Regions from separate parts of the Mus musculus genome. Here region 1 is linked to region 2. The links are chromatin contacts, called in public Hi-C maps. All regions are on one chromosome and are shown on one strand. The core of a region is the stretch at or near the end of the contact, and the rest is flanking DNA. Distances in the headings are between cores, read along the strand shown.

The links. A called contact is a pair of places that touch in the nucleus more often than the background predicts.
Region 1: a Hi-C map of neural progenitor cells shows a contact between it and region 2, with 4 times the contacts expected there. The contact joins two enhancer-like sites. A contact is called at or near these places in 2 of 484 Hi-C or Micro-C datasets (neural progenitor cells and uterus), 5 of 115 datasets of contacts at active chromatin or transcription factors (embryonic stem cells, oligodendrocyte precursor cells and stem cell-derived neural progenitor cells) and 2 of 9 other capture datasets (embryonic stem cells and embryonic trunk).

The regions. Positions count from the first base shown.
Region 1 is chr1:169,457,441-169,463,952 of GRCm38.p6, reverse strand. Gm34535 (a long non-coding RNA gene) reads right to left here and starts at 987. Exons shown (of 3, transcript XR_373696.1): 1 at 768-987. Within about 2 kb of position 4,367, at least 29 of the 459 cell types and tissues checked have an H3K27ac peak or open chromatin away from gene starts, as enhancers often do. A contact at or near this core is called in neural progenitor cells, where this site is marked.
Region 2 is chr1:168,354,586-168,360,254 of GRCm38.p6, reverse strand. All of the region lies in intron 2 of Pbx1 (pre B cell leukemia homeobox 1), which reads left to right. It overlaps Gm51671 (a long non-coding RNA gene), which reads right to left. Exons shown (of 2, transcript XR_003948152.1): 1 at 1-5,669. Among named protein-coding and RNA genes, the nearest start is that of Gm51671, 11 kb to the right of the region's middle. Within about 2 kb of position 1,819, at least 80 of the 459 cell types and tissues checked have an H3K27ac peak or open chromatin away from gene starts, as enhancers often do. A contact at or near this core is called in neural progenitor cells, where this site is marked.

The sequences.
Region 1 (6,512 bases), core at 3,118-5,617, 1.1 Mb before region 2:
GTGCTTCCACTTGCCAGCAAGGTAACTTTCTCCAAGTCCCACACTTTTTTATTTTAATTAAATTTCTTAGTAACCCCTCAAGAGATGGGGAGCCCCACTCTGGGTATCAAAACCCCTCTCCCCATCTCTTGAGGGGTTACTAAGCTCCTTTAAGTCACCTCCAAACTCCTTTCCAGTTTGAACTATTGAATTTTCCGGAGAGCTTCAGACTAAGTAAAGAAACAGTATAATAGCGTGTTTGAAGAGAAGGTTCCCCAACTTTATGGACCTGTGTGTGCGGGTGCTACCCCCTGTGAATGTACATTACATTCAGAGGCTAGAGAATGGTGTGGAGTATTTTCTCTAGTTTATTGGCTAGATTGGCTGGCCACCAAATCCCAGCCATCCTCCATAAGATGTTGTGGTCCTAGACAATGACCATACCTTGCCTTTTACTTGGATTCAAAACTCAGGTCTTCAGGTTTGCATTGCAAGCCCTCTTACTCATTGAGCCATCTGACCAGTCCTTTGAACCATCTTAATTTAACTCAGCTTCATTCCAAATTTTAAGGCAAAGTACCCAAATGTTGCCAGATGGGCATTATTATTATTATTGCCAACTTTAGGTTTAATTTTGATTATTTATCTCATGGTGCCTTAACCATGGCACACAAAGACAACACAATCAGACCCTAGCTTTCTTCTTGGACCTTCATTTGTGAGAATGTCAATTTCCAAAACCACCTGGTCCATGAAAGATAGGAAAGAGTGCATACAGGTCAGCTTACAGTTGGTTGTGTAGACTCACGGATGAGAGGCCAGCCCCTGGGACACTGGATGCGTTCCCCTGGTTACATCAGCACCGTGATTTCCAGTTTTCAAATAAATCCAAGGCTGTGAAGTAGATCTACTCTCCACCCCGGAGCTTACTTGCCCCATCATCACAGGTTCCCAAGAGTGGGGGTAGGGCGTCTGGTTCCCTTCCACCCACTGGGAAGGTCTGCCACAGAAATCATCCTGAACGTGTGGGAAACGCAGCCAAGTGGCACTGCATGTGGCAGAATCTGTTCCTGTTTTTCTGCACAGTGGGGGTTTAAACTTTTTTGAGGGGGAGGCTTATGTCTACAGCCCAGCTCCCCGCTTCTCACAGAGCAGTTAGGCAGTGAGAGGCAAGAACTTGAGTGGGTCAACCAAATTTCAGCCTGTATTGATTATATCGTTCAAACCCCTACCCCCCCCCTTTTTTTTTGGCTTACACATAGCATCATGAATACACAGCTGCGGGGGTTGTGCCAAGCAGCTCAGCCGGCTTGTACACACTGCCATCAGTGGAAAACCGTTTTTCTTTTTTTCTTGCTCGAGGTGTTATCATCAGACACCATGTGGACGCTCCCTGGGCCAAGCCGCCATCTCTCCAGCAGGTTCACAAAAGCTGCTGCTGTGAGGTGAGGTCTTCCGGGAGTGGAGGGGATCCCTATGGGAACTGGAGCTGGTAAGAAGCAGAAGGCAAGATGCCTCCTCCACTGATCACTCAGAGAACAGCTTAAGAAATAAATGCTGTGTTCCTGTGCCCAGGCTGCGGACAACACTTAATATCGCAGATCAACACAGTTTTTGATTCCATTCATAAAAAATGTGCTCAGGTCTCTGCCAGTGCTCTAAATGGGTGCAAGTTTCTAACTTCCTCTGTTGCTCACTTGGAGACTATGACATACACAATAGATACATTAAAATCGTCATACATATCATGAAATAATTCAACAGTGATACCAGGAAATAAATGATGATATCACAGATAAATACCTACTTCACACTGTCTGTTGTTTGCTGTTGTGTAAAGAGTCCGTTTCTGGCTTGGAGAGATAGCTAACTGGGGGATGTTGTTGCGTGCAAGCCTGAGTTCCTGGAGCTGTGATCCACGGTTGTATAAAGCAGCCTGTACCGCCGGCCCTGGTGGGTAGAGACAATTGGATCCTGGGAGCTAGTAGTTAGCCTGCCAGTCTAAGAGAAATGATGGGTTTTGGGTTCACCGAGAGATCTTCTCTCAAAAATAAGGTAGAGAAATGACCCAGGAAGGCACTGATCTCTGGTCCCAGCAATCTTCATGCTAAGGCTCTGTGCCTTTCCCTCGAATTGTATCCTCTCAACGCCCAGACTCCAGAGCAGTGGTTCTCAACCTGTGGGATATGACCCCTTTGAAGGGTCATGGGGGTCACCTAAGACCATTGGAAAACAGATATTTACATTAGGATTCATAATGGTAACAAAATTACAGTTATGAAGTAGCAATGAAATTGTATTAAAGGGGCACAGCATTGGGAAGGTTGAGAACCGCTGCTCTAACATCTTCTTTCTCTCCTTTTCCTACATGTTCTTGTTTACACATGCAGAATTGCTTGCTCCTCCCTAGATAGGCCAACACCTTTGTTATCGTGAGTCTTTTCCCTCCACCAAGAGTGCCCAGTGCTTTCTTTTCCACTCAGTGGGCATGCACTCAGTAAGACACTAGTGTGGTTTTCATTTGCCTGGTCCTCCAGTAAAATTTTTTTTTCTTTTGCTTAGCCTCCAACAAAGCTGACATCCTATGTCTACGAGTTCCCCTGGATTTGACTAAGTTCATAGCTCTTTGCATATTCCTGTCTCAGTCTTCTGTTGAATTTTTCTCCCAGATATTAATTCTGTAGAAAGCCAAGACCACCCTAGAGGCCCCCTAGCAATTAGATTAACACTTGGCAAGTGAATGTTTGTTGATTTATTTGAAAAATGTTGTTTTTCTAAAATCAAAAAGTATATACAGACAGAATGAAAAAATGTTTAAAAAATCCCAAAATCATAGAATGTTTAAAAAGTAGAAACTCCTGACCATCCCTGTCCATTGTAACTGTGTGTTTATAGATGTGTACACACATGTGTGTGTGTGTGTATTTTTTTAAAACAAAAGTGGCTCAAAATACACATTATATTTATTCCCTCAAGTCACCAATGAAGCAGTCATCTTTCCATGTCCATACTTAGAGATGTGCATCATTCTTTATATAGTTTTAAATTTTAAATTAATAAGGCATGAAAAGGGGCTGGGCAGCGGTAGAAGGGACTTTCTCAGCATGTGTGCTCCTGGGTGCCCTGGGCTCAATCCCAACACTGTAGGAATAAGTTGATTCAATTCTCCAGAGTCCAAACTGGTCAAGATATCAAAGGTTGGGAATAGCTGGAGAGACCTCAACAAAGATGAGTCTGGAGTCTGGCAGAGAGAGAGATGGTAGACATTTTGAATTTTGCAGAGGGGAGTAGAAATGGGTGAGGTAGCCTTCATAAGGCAGATGGTCTGTCTTAGAATGTTCCAGAAGGCAGTGAGCTAGAAGGTGCAATAGAACGAGGACTGAAAGGGACATTAAATGCCTGAGAAGTTTGTTTTCACCAGATGCTGATGGTGGTAGTAGGGATGGGTGGCTGGGTGACAATGACTTGGGTACCTGTCTGGTGGCATTTGGGATGCAGTGTGGACCCAGGAGGAAGAGATTGGTGGCTGGAGTCTCTGCTATTTCTCTATAGAAGGGAAGGAAGAGACACTTTTTTTTTGTTGTTGTTGGACACCAACTTGGATATCTCCCATGACTACGTTGATGGCTCCTTCCACCAGCCAAATGAGAAGGTCACTGTCAGCCATGATGTGACAACACAATGGAATCTCAGATCACTGTGCATGTGGCCTGATGCCAGTGGGTTTCAATTTGAGGTTGCATCTGGTTATTTGAAGCTAGGATTTCTTTTCCCCAATAGGGACAGCTGTGTAAAAGGGAGGAGAGAGGGAGGCATTGGTAAGGAAGTGGCTGAGATGTGTGGTAAACGTCTAACTAGAAGCCTGGAAAGGGAGACCAGAGTAGACTCTGCTTCTGGAGAGATTCATGGTGGGAACTCAATGAACTCTGCCTTTAATGGTCTCCTATTAGCCTTTTATCACTTGGCCTGGCACTTGTGAGATCAATTTTGAATTTAGATTTATTGAGGAAATTGACAGAATATGTCATAATATAGGCTTCAAAAATATTTACGCTACAAAGTATCCTGAAGTCTCTCTCTCTCTGCATACATACATACATACATATATATATATACATATATAAATATATATATATATACACACACACAGACACACACATACACTCAATTTTATAAATGAAACTTCCCATGACACAGCAGTCCATTGGCAAGTGTGTTCAGCTAAAGGCATCCTCACAGTCACTGGAGTAAACCTGCCTTGGGGAAAGGATGATGGATACTCAGTCTGAAGAGGAAATGCATGGGATCGTCCTCCTTCCAGGCCATCTAAAGCTCGAGGGTCACTTCCGCCGAAACTTCTTTTGTTTGACTTCACCTGCATGTGAGCCTCGTGCCTCTAGAGGGCACTGTTTACTTTGGAATGAAGTTCCTAAGTTTCAATCGCCTTTCCCTCTGGGATCTACTGTTTTTGCTGTATAGTAGTCATACTTTGTTTTCTCTCAGGAGGGTTTTTCTCCCTTTTGTGCCTGTGTATTTGTGTGGCTTGTGCGTATGTGTGTCCTTTAAAAGTGAATGCAGTACTTCTGAACATGGCAGATAATTACTCTGACCAGAGCCTGTCATTGTCTAGGCAGGCCTTTTGAAAGCTCTTCCTCCCAGTCCCCACCCCTTATATTCTCTCACCACCCTTTAGTCTGACCCATGATGCACCTCCCCCAACCCCAATTATTTCAGTCTGGGGGTCACCGTCACAGCTCAGCCAATGCATCTCAATCCTGCCTCACAGCCGCCTGGCCTAGTCCAGCCCGGGGCTCCCACTCAGGGCAACTGAGGCTTGATTTATGACACCCCTTTCCTCTGGTCCTGGACTCTCCTGGGGCGAAACTGCTGATCATGCCACATTTTCAAATTGGTTCTGCACTGCAAACCAATGTCATGAGGGACATAATTGGGTCCTGAAGCCCATTTTCGACAGTGACCTCCCTCGTTCTGGAGCTGACCTCTGCTCTCTGGACATGAAGACAACCTGATTGTCCTTTTTTAGGTTGCAACGGGGAGAGGGGGTGGTATATGGGTGCTGCTTCTCTGTTGCCTCTGCCTGAGATGATCTGTTGTCTTTCTGTCTGTCTGTCTGTCTGTCTGTCTGTCTCTTTCTCTCTCAAGTCATTACGTGCAGTGATACACAGTACTGGGCATTCTAGCACTTGGCATGAGGGTGCCCCGGCACATTCCTCTTCTCTTTCCACTTGCCAGAAAGGCCACACTGCGTTTGCACACATGGGGAACGGGAAAATGAGTGTCAATAAATGGTGGGAAGAGACTTGGTCCATGATGGATGTGGGTGTTGAGGAGCAGGGAGGGGTACTTTTTGGTGAGGCAAAGGGAGCTAGTGTAGTGTCTCAAGGAGGACAGAGAGCAATGGCCACCTTTCCAGGAGTGGGCCTCCTAATTGGGAGGGTATCCTCTGGGTACCTCATTGTGGAAGCGACAGACTTGGTTTCTGTGACCTCTTGAATGCTACCCCACCCCCTCTCTTTCCATCTTCAGTGCTCTCCTTTTCCTGATATCTTGGTCCATTTTATCGGGAAGACATCCCATCAGCATATGATGCTGCTGTTTAGAAGGAACAAGAGATACTGGACAGGGGAACGCCTGGGGCTCATCCTATGGCAGAAGTGATGTGACAACTGAACCTATCATCTAGCTGGGTTTTTTTTTTTATTATTATTACTTGCTCTGGGAACAACTTATAGTGCATTATTGTGTTTGTTTGTGAGGGTAGTGTTGATAATATAATGACAATGTTTCATAAATATGAAAATTAATTAACAGAGCAGCTATTCTTCTACCTATAGAGTTATTGAATGGCAGAACAATTTAATAGGAACTCTCAGCCTCCCATATCACATTTAACTTTATATTTTAAAACTTGTGTGACTTATTGATTATATATATACATATATATGTGTGTGTGTGTGTATCCAGTATTTTATGTATATTCTTAAAATTCTTTACAGTAACTCTGCCATGTATCTAACACTCCCATTTATATAGACCAAGATCTAGTCTGTATAATATCTAAAGCTGGCAAAGTGATTGACTTGAAAGAACAATGTCCTAACTTTGGTCCACCAGAACACAGGTTGAAATGGCCTGGGCATAATTGCTTAGTTGTGACAGTCTATTGCCAGGGAGAGAAAGACAGATATTTCCCATGCCTATGGGGGAGATTATGCCACCACCCCCCCACACACATAGAAGTAGATAGCACTTGAGAAAGGACAGCTGAGTCTGTCTTATGGCCTCCAAATGTACATGCATGCATACATGTACACGTGTATGCAACTAAATGCAACTGTACATACTCACACCAACATTAAAGGGCTTTATATGAATAAGCTAGGTGTTTTAGGTTTCAGAGTTTAAGTTAGTTACATTTATTATGGGGTCCTCAGAGGTGCCAACCATATCCTAGGATATTTAGAGCTTAAACTGAATGCCTGGGGGGAAAGCTGCATTTACCCAAAAGCATT
Region 2 (5,669 bases), core at 570-3,069:
GATAACATCAGAAGATACCATTAGAGTGATTCTGGAAATCATCTGGGGAGACACTGAAAGTCTCTGGCTTGGCCTACTTATATGGGAATTAAAACTGGGGAGAGACTTAAAAATCCTCCAATCTTCTAGGGTCAAAGAGTTGACCAGTAATGTGTTGTGATTGAGACTTAGTATCTCTAATGCTCTGGGTACATTTCCAATGTAGGGTATCATGTTCAAATGAATGGTGTCACTTCCTTTTTCTTCAAGACCTTCCTGCCTTTGCCTTCAAGCGTTCTCTGCATATTCCCATCATTTCTTATTGCCAGCATTTTCAACGCCCATTTCTTCCCTCTCATCATAGCTGTTTCCTGGAACTGGTAGAACTTGAGTGCAGTGCTGCATTGTGCCACCTGGGCACCTCCCCACATGTGTCACACAGCCCAAGGGACAATGGTCTACAGTGCACAGACCCTGCAGTCTGCCTGGATTTGAATCCCAAGTCTTTCCTTCACATGCGGGGTGACTTGGGTGTGCTATGGCTTCAATTCCCTAATCCCCATAGAATAATGTTGGAGTCTTCTGTATAGGTGCACACCTCATGGTGAGGCACTTCTTACGGTGACTGTCACTGCCCCTTCCCCTAAGCACCCATCAGTTTATTAAAACACTTACAAAGCAACTTAGATGGTATCTGATCCATGTTCAACTTCATAATGGATTTGCTTTTATGATTTATTTTCTTTACCCTTAGCAGTGACTTGGAGGTGCCCTAAATGGTATGTTACTTAATTCCCCATTGCACTAAGGATGGGACTTCTTGGGACTGTTCGGGGAGACATTACCCATTTCTTTATAGTGTGGCCTTAGGCGGATGTTTTTCTTCTTCCTTGGAAACTCGTTCTCTATCATGTGAGCACTCCATTGGTCCCAGTCTTGTCTTCTGCAGTGTGCACAGAATAAATTGTTTCTTTTCTTATTTGGGGGCAGCTCCTAGGCTGCTCACCGAGTGTCTCTCCTCTTCGGTTCCTGATCTGGAGCTGGGACTTTCTGGGGTGATAGGGACTTTTTGGGGCTCACTCACTCTCACAGATGGAGCCTGTGCTAGTGGCTTTCTGCAGAATCCCTCCCAGTCCATGGCAGTTGAGCTGCCCAAGACAATAGGATGGCTATAGTAATGAGATCCACAGGGCAAAGCTATGGAAAGCCAAATCCACACTTCGATAGATAAGCATTTCCCAAGGCTCTATGGAAACAGTGCATCCTGAGTTTGAGTTGGAACTGTCAGGACCGGCCTTACAGGGCAGCCTTGAAAGTCTGTTGCCTCTCTCTGCTCTCTCAGAATTCTGGTCAAGTTCCATTTCTGGAATTGTCCACATCCACTGACTTAATGCATGGGAGGACCAGAAACTCCCAAGAGAAGAAATATCAGCTCTCTGTCTATACACTCACACCACCCCGTGATGCAAGGTTTTTTGTTTGCTTGTTGGTTTTTTTTGTTTTGTTGTGTTGTGTGTGTTGTGTGTGTGTGTGTGTGTAACACACCTATGGGAAGCTAGTTATCCCCATTCTATCACTGACATTGAGGGACAGTTCTGTGGAGAGAAGATCTCTCATTTATTTCCTAGCCTGCCAGGGCTTGAAAGACCCAAGCTTGGGGCTAGGGCATGCTGCTGGCAACATCTCTCGCTTGGCGCCCTGTCCAATGAAGCACAGGCATGGGTTTCTTCATGGATCTGTCTGCTGGTCCCACTGCCCGCTGACAGCATCCTAAGTGACCAGAGGCCTTGCTGTAGGTCTGTAGAGACAGCAGTCGTGGGCTGGCACAAACTCACAAGCTGTGTCGGCTCCTCTTCTTTCCTTCCCCTACACTGAGGCAAGAGATGCAGCTTAGAGAAGGGTGAAGTGTGTATGGGGGAGGGGGGTTATTGTGAAGGTGGGGGTGGAGAGAAACGGAGGAACAACTGTAAAAAATGTTAATTTATTAATCACTGAATATATAGCAGTTCATCTGCAATGCTGTTGCCATGCCAACACCCTGGGAGTTTACTTTCTTAATCCAAGAGAGGAGCTCTCAGTCCCCTGCTCCCCTGCTGTGCCATTTGAATTTGCTGCTGCCACCGCTGCCACCGTAGTATCTGTTTTAGAAAACGGGGGGTGGGGTTGGGGGGGAGGGGAGGGGGATTAAGGCTCAACCACCAAAGCAGTCAGATGCAAAGCAGCGAGAGGCCTTTCTCAGCGCGACTTAGTAAAAATGACACAAATTAATATACTCTACTTAAACCAGACCAAGATTAATGGTTCTCTTTCAGTGCAGCTTAGCCCAACTGTCACTCGACAGGCGTTTGTCGGACAAAATCAACACTAATCAACATTTATTCGTCTCTTGCCCTTGGGTCTGAGGAGCGCAAGCGGGCTGCGCCATTCTCCCGCTCATCTCGCCACGCTTTTCACCCTCCATCCAGCTCCGCCATATATCACCCTTCCTCCGGGTGCCTCTGCTCGTCCGGATCCACAGACTCAGCTATCAGGGTACATTAGAGGCATGATAGATTTTCTGTTTTAATTTACATCTATTATATTACAACATAACAGAATTTTGATTCAGTAGAGACCTGTGTCTCCTATAGCCAGACTCCTTGGGAGGCTTTTTGCATTAACTTATTAAGGCTTGTTATGGTACAGCTTCAAATAGAGAGTCAGTGTTTCTCTCTCTCTCTCTCTCTCTCTCTCTCTCTCTCTCTCTCTCTCTCTCTCTCTCTCTCTCTCTCTCTCTCTCTCTCTGCCTGCCATGCTTAGTAAAGATGTCTTGGTGCGCCTTATTCACAAACACAGCTCATTTTCTGTACACTTGGCTTCCTGTACAGATCACATGAGGCTGGCGGAGTTTCCTCCCTTACTTTCTGATTGGACTTTGATCAGCCAACAATGGCAGCCGCGAGGGAGCTCCCCCTTCCCAGCCTGGCCTAGGGAAATGGCCTCCACAAACCAGCAGCTACCCCCTCCACCCAGAGCTGGTCTCCAGCATCTTCTTTTCCTCTTCCTTTCCTCTTTGATCTCAATTACAGTTAGCTTTTATTTGTGTTGAAACACGTGTGTATGTCCACGTGTGTATGTGTGTATTGTGTGTGTGTTCGCGCGCGCGCACGCGCTCGAGCGCCTGTGTGGTGATGGTAGGGGGGAGGGGTGCAGAGAGGAGGGAGAGAGGGAAGTGGCTGGGTTAGCCACAGATGATCCTGTTGAAAGGATGACTGAGAGGTGTGCCTGGACAGGGCTGCTTGCTTTCTCTGTGGCCTCCCTAAATGAAGCTTCTTCCAGCTTGGAGTAAGGTGTCTGTGTGTGCCTAGCTAGCGCAAAGTGTGTATGCTGCTCCACCTCGGTAGTGTTTATCTTGCTTACAAAGTTGGATTTTTAAATTCATTTTAAACAATGCGTTCGTTAATGTAAGATGTGTGTAGCAATGAGTTTGGTGTTGATCCTCCCTGCTTTCATCCATTTCCCCACGATTGGGGATTGTGGCTTTGAGCACACATTTTATTTTTTGACATAGTATTCTTTGAAGTGTTTGGTAGAATTGCTTTCTGGCTTTTGACTGTCAGTGGAGACTCATTACACTTCAGCTATCTGGTCACCTGGGGCCACTCCGCACACCTGTGGGGGACAAAAACCCTCCTCTCGGCTTGTACCTTTTAACCTTATAACCTATTTCCTGCGGACACTGTGACTTTGTCAGCCACTCAGGGTGACCGAGCCTTCCTCTGAGTTCTGAATTTCTTCCACTAAGCTGTTGCTTCTAAAGAGCAGTGAGATTATCTTGTGGCCAAAAGACAGAGAAGCCTGGGGGCTGAGTTGGGGGATGTGTGGTCTGTGCGTGTTTGCATGTGGTTGCTGAAGTGTAGGGTGTGTTAGGAGGATGGCTAAGGCCTTCCATTTTGGTTTCTTATTACATAGCAATAAAGTAAATGACGCTTAGTATAACTCTGCACTTAGAGAGCTGTAGCTCAATTTAAGAAACAAAACCCCACCACCAGGAGTTGCTTCGTATCTTGAGCTTGGGAAACTGACCTTGTTAATTTTAATGAGGGGAAAAATTCTCCAGCTGGGGCTGAGGAGAAAAAAACGAAATACCAATGAGGTTATCACGTTGGGTGATCTCACTGAATTCAGCGTGTAATCAGAATGGTGCTTAGAGAATTTTCTAGAGTTTACAAGAAACTGCAGATGCCCTCCCTAGTATTGAAGGCTGTTTTTTCCCAGGAGGCCGAGCCGAGCCGTATATGGTTTCTTCCTTGTGGAGCTATTTGAGAAACTAACATTAAAAAGTTGGGTGCAAATAAAACTGAGATTAAAAATGCATCAGTGTGTTGCTTTTGTGGCTCTGGCAGGAAGGCAGTGAGGTTGATAGCAGCTACAGTCAGTTAGAAGCAAAGGCCTCCCTAGTTCAAGTGCTTGCAGATGCCGGGTGGGACCCAGGCATCTGGCTCTTTATCCCCCAAGCCAGGTGAGTTGAGGGAGTCCTGTTATGCAGTAGGCAGCTCTTCAGTCCAAGCAGCAAGTTGATGGCTTTGACCCTGCTCTTGAGGAACTGACAGATTGTGACCAAGGAGGTTCAAGATGACTAGAGGACAGTTTTGCCCTCAGTTATGAGACGTGTCCTGAACTCTAGTGACATTTTGTTGGGGACAACAGAAAGAAACATCACCCATCAAGGTGTTTGACTGACCCTTTACTTTATCCTTGTCTACCAGATGGCAGATTCTTGGGAGACCACTGTATTAGCAGGCTTTTCAGGAGTCCAGGGCACGTAGAACAGCTTTGCTATCCTCCAAAGTTTCAGCTTGCTGATTCAGGCACTTTCCACATCTCTCTGGCATGTCCCTGAACTCCGCAGATTTGTGCAATTCTCAGGTACAAGATGTTCACAGGGACACTTTCTGATTAAATGGGAACATCTCACTCTAGGGACCATCTAAACATCAGTGGATTATTGATGAGAGAGGTGTTTGTCCATGAATGTGCATAAGTTCCCTTGAAATTCAACCCCTTCCTTCGAAAGCTATAAGATAGCAGTTAAGGGCACTTGGCTGTGTGTGTATGGGATGGGAAATGCTGGTTGCCAAGCAGCAGGGAATGGACATAATCATGCTGCCTAGCAACAGCGGCAGCGTGGTCACTTGCACAGATTTCTGTGCCTCTTCCTGTTTGATCTGTAGGAAAATGTAGATGGCTTCTGTGGGTTGTTCTCTGCCCTAGCTATAGTGAGATGCAGGAAAAAACGTGCTGGATCACAGAGGGCAGATATTCATATGTGATGACTTGCCAGACCATCTAAGGCTGAGTGCTAACATTTGCATGACCTCCCTTCCTCAGTTTCCCCTCCTTTAAGTTAGTGTGGCACTTGCAGCTTGACTTCTGAGCCTTGAGGGAATCTTGGAGACATGCCAGACTCCTGTGGGTGTTACCTCTGTTGACCCTGGTGGGATTTAAGTCTACAAGTGTGAATATGAAGCAGCCAGCTTTACACATGTGCGCTTGCGCACGCATGCACACACACACACACACACACACACACACACACAAGCCCTCAAGTGAGAAAGGCAAGTGGAGCAGGATCAGAACAAAGTACCAGGCAGGGTATGATCAAGGCAAGTTATCCTTGCCGGTCTGCCCTTTATCTTGGCTCTGACTAT